2 separate regions of the Zea mays genome follow, and region 1 is linked to region 2. A link is a contact called in public Hi-C data. All regions are on one chromosome and are shown on one strand. The core of a region is the stretch at or near the end of the contact, and the rest is flanking DNA. Distances in the headings are between cores, read along the strand shown. Region 1 has its middle 63 kb from the start of LOC109939547. Region 2 has its middle 51 kb from the start of LOC118471958.

The links. Hi-C and Micro-C count contacts between places; a contact is called where the count stands out from the background.
Region 1: a contact with region 2 is called in a Hi-C map of tassel, with 4 times the contacts expected there. The contact joins two enhancer-like sites. A contact is called at or near these places in 3 of 25 Hi-C or Micro-C datasets (leaf and tassel).

What each region holds. Positions count from the first base shown.
Region 1 is chr5:154,346,615-154,351,725 of Zm-B73-REFERENCE-NAM-5.0, reverse strand. No RefSeq gene overlaps it. Among protein-coding and RNA genes, the nearest start is that of LOC109939547, 63 kb to the right of the region's middle. Within about 2 kb of position 1,440, at least 12 of the 20 cell types and tissues checked have an H3K27ac peak or open chromatin away from gene starts, as enhancers often do. A contact at or near this core is called in leaf and tassel, where this site is marked.
Region 2 is chr5:153,630,738-153,635,153 of Zm-B73-REFERENCE-NAM-5.0, reverse strand. No RefSeq gene overlaps it. Among protein-coding and RNA genes, the nearest start is that of LOC118471958, 51 kb to the left of the region's middle. Within about 2 kb of position 1,638, at least 16 of the 20 cell types and tissues checked have an H3K27ac peak or open chromatin away from gene starts, as enhancers often do. A contact at or near this core is called in leaf and tassel, where this site is marked.

The DNA of each region.
Region 1 (5,111 bases), core at 191-2,690, 720 kb before region 2:
TTTATTTTTTGCCAAAGTTAAACCGGTTGTTGTATATTGTAAAAGGTGACAGTATTGATTAGGGCAGTCTTGACAAGTGTCTGCCAAAACTCAGTAGTACTGTGAATTCCGAAGTGAAAAATCTAAGAATGAGTTACTACCTTTTGTTTTTGCCTATCTTTGGTGTGCTACAAATCTTTTTTTTACTATGGCTAAGATAGCTAGTACGAACTCTGTTCTCGATCAGTTTGAAAAATGAAACTCTCTCAGAATCAGTTTTGGGGAAAAACACTACACTGAATCGAGGTACATAGGTTGTCTACAACAGTTTATCCATCATATCTTCTATTCTATCTCTTTTATTTTCAAACTTCGCTCTGTTAAGCTATAAAGAACAGTGTTTTTGCATGACAATATGTACGATCTGCTAGAGACCGCCTAAGGCTAGGACCTTAATGACCGTTGTTTCCATTGATTATGGGTAGCTTGGACCAATGTACTTTTGCAGTATCTTTACTATGTTACTTGAGATATTGACCCATCGTTAGTTTTAAATAGACCGTACCAGGTACCATTTTTTTTATGTGTTATACAATTTCAAAATTTTCATCACATGTTATTGAATGAAACAGGAAATAAACAACAAAGGCATCAATGCTATCAGAGACGTCTGACAAAATTGATGCCTTATCCAGTTATGCTTGTACAATATTTTGTGTTCCAGGGTACTACCATTATATCAATCTATACTCTGGTAGGACCCATGAGAAATTTGTTTCCTCTTTCTGATGAGCTCACCCTTGTCTGTTTCCCCTTTTGTTGCAGGGGAAAAAAGTCAGATTACTCATCGACATTGAAGAGAATATTGCAAAATCTCGAGCATATCGATTCAGATATCATAGATTAGCTAGTCATTAGCAGCCAACGAATAATAGACATTATTTGATCATCAAGGTGTAGGCATTGTGGTGCTAGTTATTTAATGTCTTCACCTGTTTGTGGCCTACGATTGTTCATCGCCAACTCTGCTCCGTGTTCAGAGGAAGACCTTGGTTAGGAGTTTCAAGTTTGCACGCCTGAGTGGATGTTTGAACATCAGAGGTGGAGCTTGATTGTCATAAGATCCATATCCATGTTGGTACTGTACTTTTAAGATGTTGCATTTCATTTACATGTAGATTAGTGTCGGCTTTTTGCAAATGAGGCTAGGAACAGCTACCTTGTAAGTAATGAATGTAGACATGTGGTTGCATATCAAACTTGCAAGGCATGAATGAACACGTCGTTTGCAGCCTGTTAGCTTGTTGAGAACCCAAAATTGTCTTTTCTTCGATCTTTTTTCGCCGCCCAAATTTCTCTGCAGGAAACCTCGAATTAAAATTACATATAGTGGTCCTTTGGGCCTGTTAAATGTATCTGGGCCTGTTACATATAGTGGGCCTTTGCGCCTGTTAAATGACCATATCAAGACATCTGTGCTCGAAGCCCGGGCGAACTCAGACAGTCACAAAGCGCCAAGCGGCCACATCCAGAGATGGCAATGGCCCCGATCCTCGGTTCTCCGCCAGAAATTCTCCTATTAGGCTAGTTTGACAACTCTATTTTCTCAAGAAATTTATATTTTTTTAAAGGAAAATAAACTAATTTTTCTTAGGAAAATAGAAATCATGTAGGAAAATGGGGTTTAAACTAGCTCTATAGGATCTATAGGATGTAAACCGGAAAATTTTCCCCTGGCGGTTAAACAGGGACATGGATTTGGAAGCATTCTCCATTCCCCACGAGACCCGTTAAAATTCTATATGATGATGTTTTCATTTAATAGTTAATGATAAAAAATAATTCCTTGTCAAGAGATCACTGGTTGTACAAATGTGTTCACTTTGATGCACGCAAAATGATTTCTTACATCTAACAATGTGGATAAGTGACTATATTTTGCATTTATAACAAAGAAAGTATGTCCTGATTATAATTTAAGCGGGGACGGAAATCCCCGACGGGATTTATCCTCGCGAGGAACGGGGATGGGGAAGAAATGTCCCCCGCAAGTTTTTGTGGAGATCCCGCGAGGAACTTTTTTAGTCACAAGGACGGGAATGGGGAGCTAAAACCCGACATAGAATTCCCCATTGCCATCCCCACATCCCAGTTAAATGCATGTTGGGCTTTTCGGCTTCATACTAGTCATCCTTGGATTTTCTGGGCTTTAATTATGCTCTGAATCAGACCGTCGATCGTCCGCCACCATCATGAGTTCCCTTACATTTAAATAGTAACAATTGTAAAATTATATACAAATTAGAATTCAAACCATAGTTGTTGATATTAAACCCTCATTCACACCTAGCTAGTCAATAGATTACACATATCTTTGTGTTTTATATTCTATACTTGAACATAATGGAAATCATAGCAACGTATGTACACTTTGCTAGTATCTATCTATGGGCCTGTTTGGTTCCCTATCTAAGGCGACACAACTTGCTTAAGCTTAGTCGCTTGAATTGAATAACTAACCTTAGATAGAAAAGATAGACAAGTTGTGGCGTTTTAGGCAAGAAATCAAACATGTCCTATGTCACTGAGTCCACTCCTCTGCCAAAGCACCTCTTCGGTTTTTTCAATAAAGAGCGTTTATTTAAACTCAACAAGTAGCATCAAGTTGATATAGACATACAAGTTTTAAGCTAATACAGACATACAATAAAGAGGGTACAAGTTGGGATGAGTGACCATATAGAACGAACAAAATTGCATTGAAAGAACAAATGTTTGATTGTTTCATTGCGGTAACAAAATTCACATTTTAGACTTCCAATCCAATTCTTCTTGGCAAGGTTGTCCTTTGTTTGGATAATCCCTCTTTGTTGGTACCACGCAAAAAATTTAATTTTTAGTGGCACCTTCAATTTCCAAAATTTGTGATTATTGTCTACCGGCACAATGTTGTCAACAAATGCTCTATACATAGACTCCATTGAGATTTTTTGTTCAAATTTAAATTCCAAGGTAATGCGTCTGATCCTTCTATCAATTGGACCATGTCCAACTTCCCAAGAAGATCAAAACATGTCAACAGTCTACGACCAATTAAATCTAGTCTAAAATATATATTAGGTGGTGAGGTTTCCATTACCGTCGCTATAGTACCCTTTTTGTGGAGCACCCGCTACGGTATACTATTGACCATTTGGCCTTCAATGGCCAAATCCTGTATGCAAGATGCTCTTGGACCAAATTCCTTATGCAAATATGGCTTCATATGGTGTTGAAAGCGACCATAGCCATTTGTGATTTACCAACCATGTTGCACAATGGTTTCTTAATACCAAAGCATGGCTTAACAAGTCTCTAGATGATGTCCTTGATGTCCTCTCTCTTATCTAGGTTATTATTCACAAAAAACCATTCCGTCCAAGTGTTGGCCATCTGTATCAGCAAGCGAGGATAGGAAACAATGTATCCTTCTGATACTATAAGTTGTAATACCCGAAGTTGGTGTGTGACATTTCTTTTCCTATGGCTTTTGTTTGATAATGAGCTCGTGCACCTAGCAGAAACATTCCACACTAGGTTCATGAACCTGGCTTCAGACCACCCAAAAAACACTCCAAGCTTCATTATTGCATTGTGGGGGGTCAACTGATAAAGATATATATCATATTTTTCATCACTTCAACAACCATCTTGTAAAACGAGAAACAAAGCCAGCTTTGAAGAAGCTTTAAAACTCCAAAACTTTGTCCTTCTGTGGCTTAAGAACAATATCCTCTTTGGCAAGTATAATGATGTTAGTACTTTTAAAGTATGTTTGCTCCTCATCACTTCCACATGACCTTCCTTTATTATGGATTTTCCAAAATCCACATGGCTCGGCTTTGTTGGGCGAATATCACTATCGTCCTCTTCCTCAAATCCCTCATCATCTTCTATGTCTGACTCGCTCTCATCAAGATCGACCAATATGTCTTCAATATTCTTTGGGTCGAGAGGTTGCTTCGGCTCCGATAGCCACAATACCACTTGCCATCTCACATGCCATTTAGGTGTCGGGGATCCACTCTTCTCTTTGAGGCACACCCGAAGATGTTGTGGCCATCTAGAAACTGTCGAAGCTCAAATATCCCGAAGGATGTTGGAACTATGGTGGAAGCAAGCTTCAGAGTTAGAGAAACTAGGAGTAGTAGGTTGGCAAGGGTATCAAATGTCGTACCCTTGTGGTGGGGTTGAGTATGGTTATATAGCCAGAAAAGCGTAGAAGTCAAGGAGTCAAGCGACAGTCACTTGTTACGCAGTGGACCGTTCTAATCGTTCCCCACCATCCCTTTGGTAAAAAGTATTAGAGAACACCCATTTTCGATAACACACTCAAAGAGGTGTTTGTTTGTAATATCCCCAAAAAAATGTTGCCAAAGGTTGATCTTCGGTGCGTGGATGTGGGAAAAGGGTTGTGGGTCGTTGGATGCTAAGTCAGAGTCATCTGTGGCATCGCTTCTTTTCTCCCGCAAAGAAACCCTAGTGGTGGCCTTTTCCCCCTTTTGCCCCTACTTGGCCGCCACCCCTTTTTCCCCACTCCCACACTTGGCCGCCCCTCCCCCCTTTCCCCTTGGGCTGGCCGTCCTCTCCTCCCAATGCAGCCCCTCTCCACGGCTTCCTCCTCCCTCTAGATCTCCCCCACGCAGCAAGGATCGAGAAGAGGAGGAGCACGTTGAATTGAAGGGGAAGAGAGGATCAAGGAGATGTTCTTCCCCATCTATTCTTACAGAATTTCTTGGGGAAACTCTAGGTATGGATGAGATCCTTGTTCCTCCCTGTAATTATGTGCTTTTGGAGGTTGTGGATCATGGGAATTAAAGGATTAGAGGTTAGATTAGATGTGGGGTTAGGTTTTGATCTCGAATTTAGTTTTCTGCAGAATGGCAGATTCGACAGTTTCTGTTCATGCTAGTTTTCTGTGGTCTTAGTGGCCTCAAAAAAATAAAATGTCTATATATGAGTCGTAGATAATTTGTAGATCTTTCCATGGCCGCGAAGAACACCTCAATCGGACATCAGATCAGAGAGTTATTGCAGTTTGATTATAGCAGTTTTGAGTCTCTTAATTCTGTGCAGAATCTGTTCTCTTAAGA
Region 2 (4,416 bases), core at 389-2,888:
TTAATGCATGGCACTCCACTATATGCATGTGTGTGTTCATTCGTGCAATGATGTCGTCCCTGTAGCTAGCGCGACACATTCGTCTCATAAATTAAATTATGTTTTTGCGTAACCATCAAGCCCCTATCGTGCTAGCTTTATTTTTCGTGAGCTGTTACCGTCCTGAAAGATTTTGCTCGGGATCTAGCTAACCTAGTTGACAGGTAACTGGGAGATGCCACCAAATTCACATTAATAATTAATCTAATATATATAATAGTTGAATCGGCAAGCGATGGCGACGGGCCACGCGCCGTACGTACGTACGTCGACCATGCAACCAGGAATAACACCATATATACTATTAAGACGTAAGTAGTATAGTAGATTAGTAGTTAAGCTTCCTGGCTGGCTGCAGTGCTAGTGTGCAACCGGGCCGGCCAGTTCCAGCCACGCAAGTTGCAGCTGATATGCATCGTACGTTCATCTGAAATTAACAAGCATGCATGCATGCCTACCTCTACGTACGTCCGTATCTATCTAGGTTGTCTGCATGCAAGCAAGCTGATGACAGCATGGAGCAATAGAACGAATGCAAGCAAGCAAGAGGCCGGGGGAGGCGATACGGTGAAAGCAGGAAGAGGATCTATCGTATATCTAGCTAGCTAGCTCGGCCAATAATTTCAATGGACGATGCTGCCGCAGCTAGCTAGCTAGATAGCAAGCAGATCTTGCCCACTGATTTGATGCTCCCTTTTTTTTTCTTCTCGAATGATATATACTACTAGCTTGACCGATCGATCGATCGATCCCTCCCTGCTGAGGCTGAGAGCTGCTGCCAGCAGGACGGTGAAGCATCACCTACTGTTACGTTGACTTTTGTGCATGGCGCGCGGCAAAAGGGCTCGTGCGGTAGACAAGGAAAGGAAGACTTTGGTGCACGGTGCCGCGGAAAGGCGGGGAGGGATCATCCGGATATAGCATAGTTGACGTGCCCTCGCTAGCTAGATTTTCTCTACGTACGTACACAATAATATATATATATATATATATATATATATATATATATATATATATATATATATATATATATATATATATATATATATATATATAGAGCGATTTACAGCGTTCATGTCACTGTACAACTTCCAAGTCAAAAAAAAAAGAAAGACCGAAAGGTATATATGTTGGATTGTGAAATTTTGTCAAACATACATAGACCGACGTAGCTAGCTAGCTAGCTACTGTATGCAGTAGGAGTACGTAGCCCACATGGTAAAGGTAAACGAGGCCGAGTCGTATGGCTAATTAACCTGGAGTGCTTAGTGTGCACTTGTGACTTGTTCTAGAGGCTAGCTGCGGTTGACGATCGAGCTACCTTGCTGTCAAAAAAAGAAAGAAAAGGAATAGGTAGCTGAAAACATACTGTTGGCAAGAAAATGGCATGCACACTGTAAACAAAAGTAGATAGATGTTCTGGGGAAATGAGTGCTCGGCTGCTCGCTCACTTTCTGCCCGGCCGCCCGCTGTCGTACATGCAAAGTTTTCACTTTCCAGTGTCAAATCAAAAGCCCAAACCGGTGCTACAACTAGAAGAAGCGTGGAGCCTCCGATCCGTATTGCTCATAGTCATGGGCCCCAACAGCGCGTGGAAGCAGACTGCGACCATTCCTCCAGCAGTCCAGCCCATCTATCTATCTATCTATCTATCCGTTTTGTGTGTGGTCTTCATCTACCCCCATTTAATTTGCCGTAGGACTATGGTCTTCGCGCGCGATCCGGAACGAGCTCGTCTCAAACCCAGCACAGCAGTTTTCATCTGCCAGGCCGCCTCGCAATGGCCCGTGAAAAGAGGCCCAGGTCTGATGAGACGCGACGCTATATATCTGATCTTTTTGACACGTTACCTACTAATTTTCGGCGGCCACTTTTATTTTAACGGCAAGGTCAAAGTTGCCAAAATTAAGAGGTTATACTGTCGAAACTAAGCTTATTTTCGGCGGCTTCTAACACGGCCGTCGAAAATAATCTTATTTTCGACGACATCTGACACGGTCACCGAAAATAAAGTCATATTTTCGGCAGCTTCGACCTTGGTCGCTGAAAATTAACCTTTTTAAACGGCCGCCCGACTCCTTTCTTCCTCTCTGTTTCGTCTCCACGCCGGCTCTCACACCGCGCACAGCTCTGCCGCTCCGCCCGGGCCGCGCCCGTCGCCTAGGCTCGCCGCACCATCCGTGTCGAGCTCTCCTCCCGCCACCGCTCCGCGCCCTGAGCCCTTATCCATAAACAGGTTAATTTTTTAGTATTTTATTTCATATTTTTGGCGGCCGTTATTTAATTGCCGCCAAAATTAGTATATATTTGTAATTGTTGTTTGTTTGATTCATATATGTGATTAGTATTATTGTTTAGTTCAATTACATTAATGTATTAGTGGTATATGTGGTTCAGTAATTAGGGGCATATTGTATTTGTGGCATTACTTTCATATTAATATGTGACAATATTATATTATTAGTTTTATAAGTACATTATATTGGTATGTCGTACAGTTGTCATATTAGTGGTATGTGGTACTTAGTCTGAATTGATTAATAGCATATCATTCTTTGTTTTATATATAAGCAATATATTGTTTAGTGGCAGCGATGTTATATTGTCGAAATTTTTTTTGGGTCCTGCTAGCTTGTGGGTTTAGAACCTATCCTTGCCTATAGATGTAGGACCGATACCTTTGACGAATTTGAATAATGTTTTCATGATATGGTCTGTTTTAACAGTCTCAGGCATAGCTGAAGATCGTGCATGTATGTACAATGGCTGGACTAGGAATGGACATCATTCCGATGATTGGGTACCCAAGACTAAATATTTTGTGGACGATGTATTCTCCTTGTCATTAACCGGCACTGTCAGATGCCCTTGTAGGCGAGACGAAAACAGTATATTCCTTAATAAGGAAAGAGTTAGCCTAAATCTTTGTCAGTTTGGATTTATGCTCAGATATGAGGTGTGGGAACATCATGGTGAGGTAGTACCCAACCTGAATGTAGAAGATGAGGAGAACAATGATTAGGTTGGCGATGATGCGATGCATGAGATGCTAGATTCGCTACGTCTAGAGTTAAACCTAAGCTCCGAGGATCCTGCCACACCAGAGGTTTCCATATTTTTTAAACTACTAAAAGACTCTGAAGAGTCATTGCATGAACACACAGAAGTGAGTATACTCGCTTTTGTGACCCGACTCATGGCCATTAAGTCCAAGTATTTTTTTCTCGAACAACTGTTACAATAAGATTTTAAAGTTATTAGGAGATGTGCTGTCAAAGCCCAATAAGTTGACTAAAGACATGTACCATTCAAAGACAATTATCAAAGGTCTCGGTATGGATTATAAAAAGATCGATGTGTGCAACAATAATTATATGCTTTTCATGAAGGAGCATGCGGGAGAGAAAAATGTCTGAAATTTAGACAATCTAGATTTGTGGAAGTTGTTAATGATGAGGGTGACAAGGTGATGACAGATGTTGCACATAAGCAGCTTCGCTACTTGCCACTAACTCCTCGAGTGAAACGGTTGTTTCTATCTAAAAAGACCGCTATGCACATGCGATGACACAAAGAAGGTGTACGCGAGAACGATGAGCTAATCGTGCACCCTTCAGATGGGGATGCTTGGAAGGCTCTCGACACGTTTGATCCAGACTTTGCAGCTGAACCGAGGAATGTTCGAATCGGCCTCGCGACCGATGGCTTCACACCTTTTGGTCAAATGGCATCATCATACTCATGTTGACCCATCTTTGTCATTTCATACAACCTTCCACCTTCTCTTTGTATGAAATATAAATTTATATTTCTTTGCTTAATCATACCTGGCCCGAACCATCCTGAAAAGAAACTCAATGTCGTATTAAAACCCTTGATTGAAGAGTTGAAGGAGCTTTGGAAAGGAGTCGAAGCATCGATGTTTTAAAAAAACAGATATTCAAACTTCGAGTTGCATATTTGTGGTCGGTGCTTGACTTCATAAATGTGGTCTGTATCTGAACCACAATATGGACATGTCAAGGGGGACAAGTACCAAGGATTCGGAGTGGACCACAACTGGACACATATATTTGGTCTGTGGGAGCTCCCTTATATGCCGTCATTGATTCGTGTGCACAACATTGATGTCATGCACCAAGAAAGTAATGTTGCTGAATCCCTCATATACACCTACATGCATTTTGAAAAAACAAAGGGCAATATGAAAGCTCGAAGAGATCTAGCAATGCTTTATGATCGACCAATCGAAGTGCTCAATGACAACGGCAAGCCGCCACATGCCTTGTTCGGTCTTACCTCTAAGGACAAGATCGAGGTAATGAGATGGATGAAAAAATTGAATTTCCAGATGATTATGCTGCGGGCTTGAAAAGA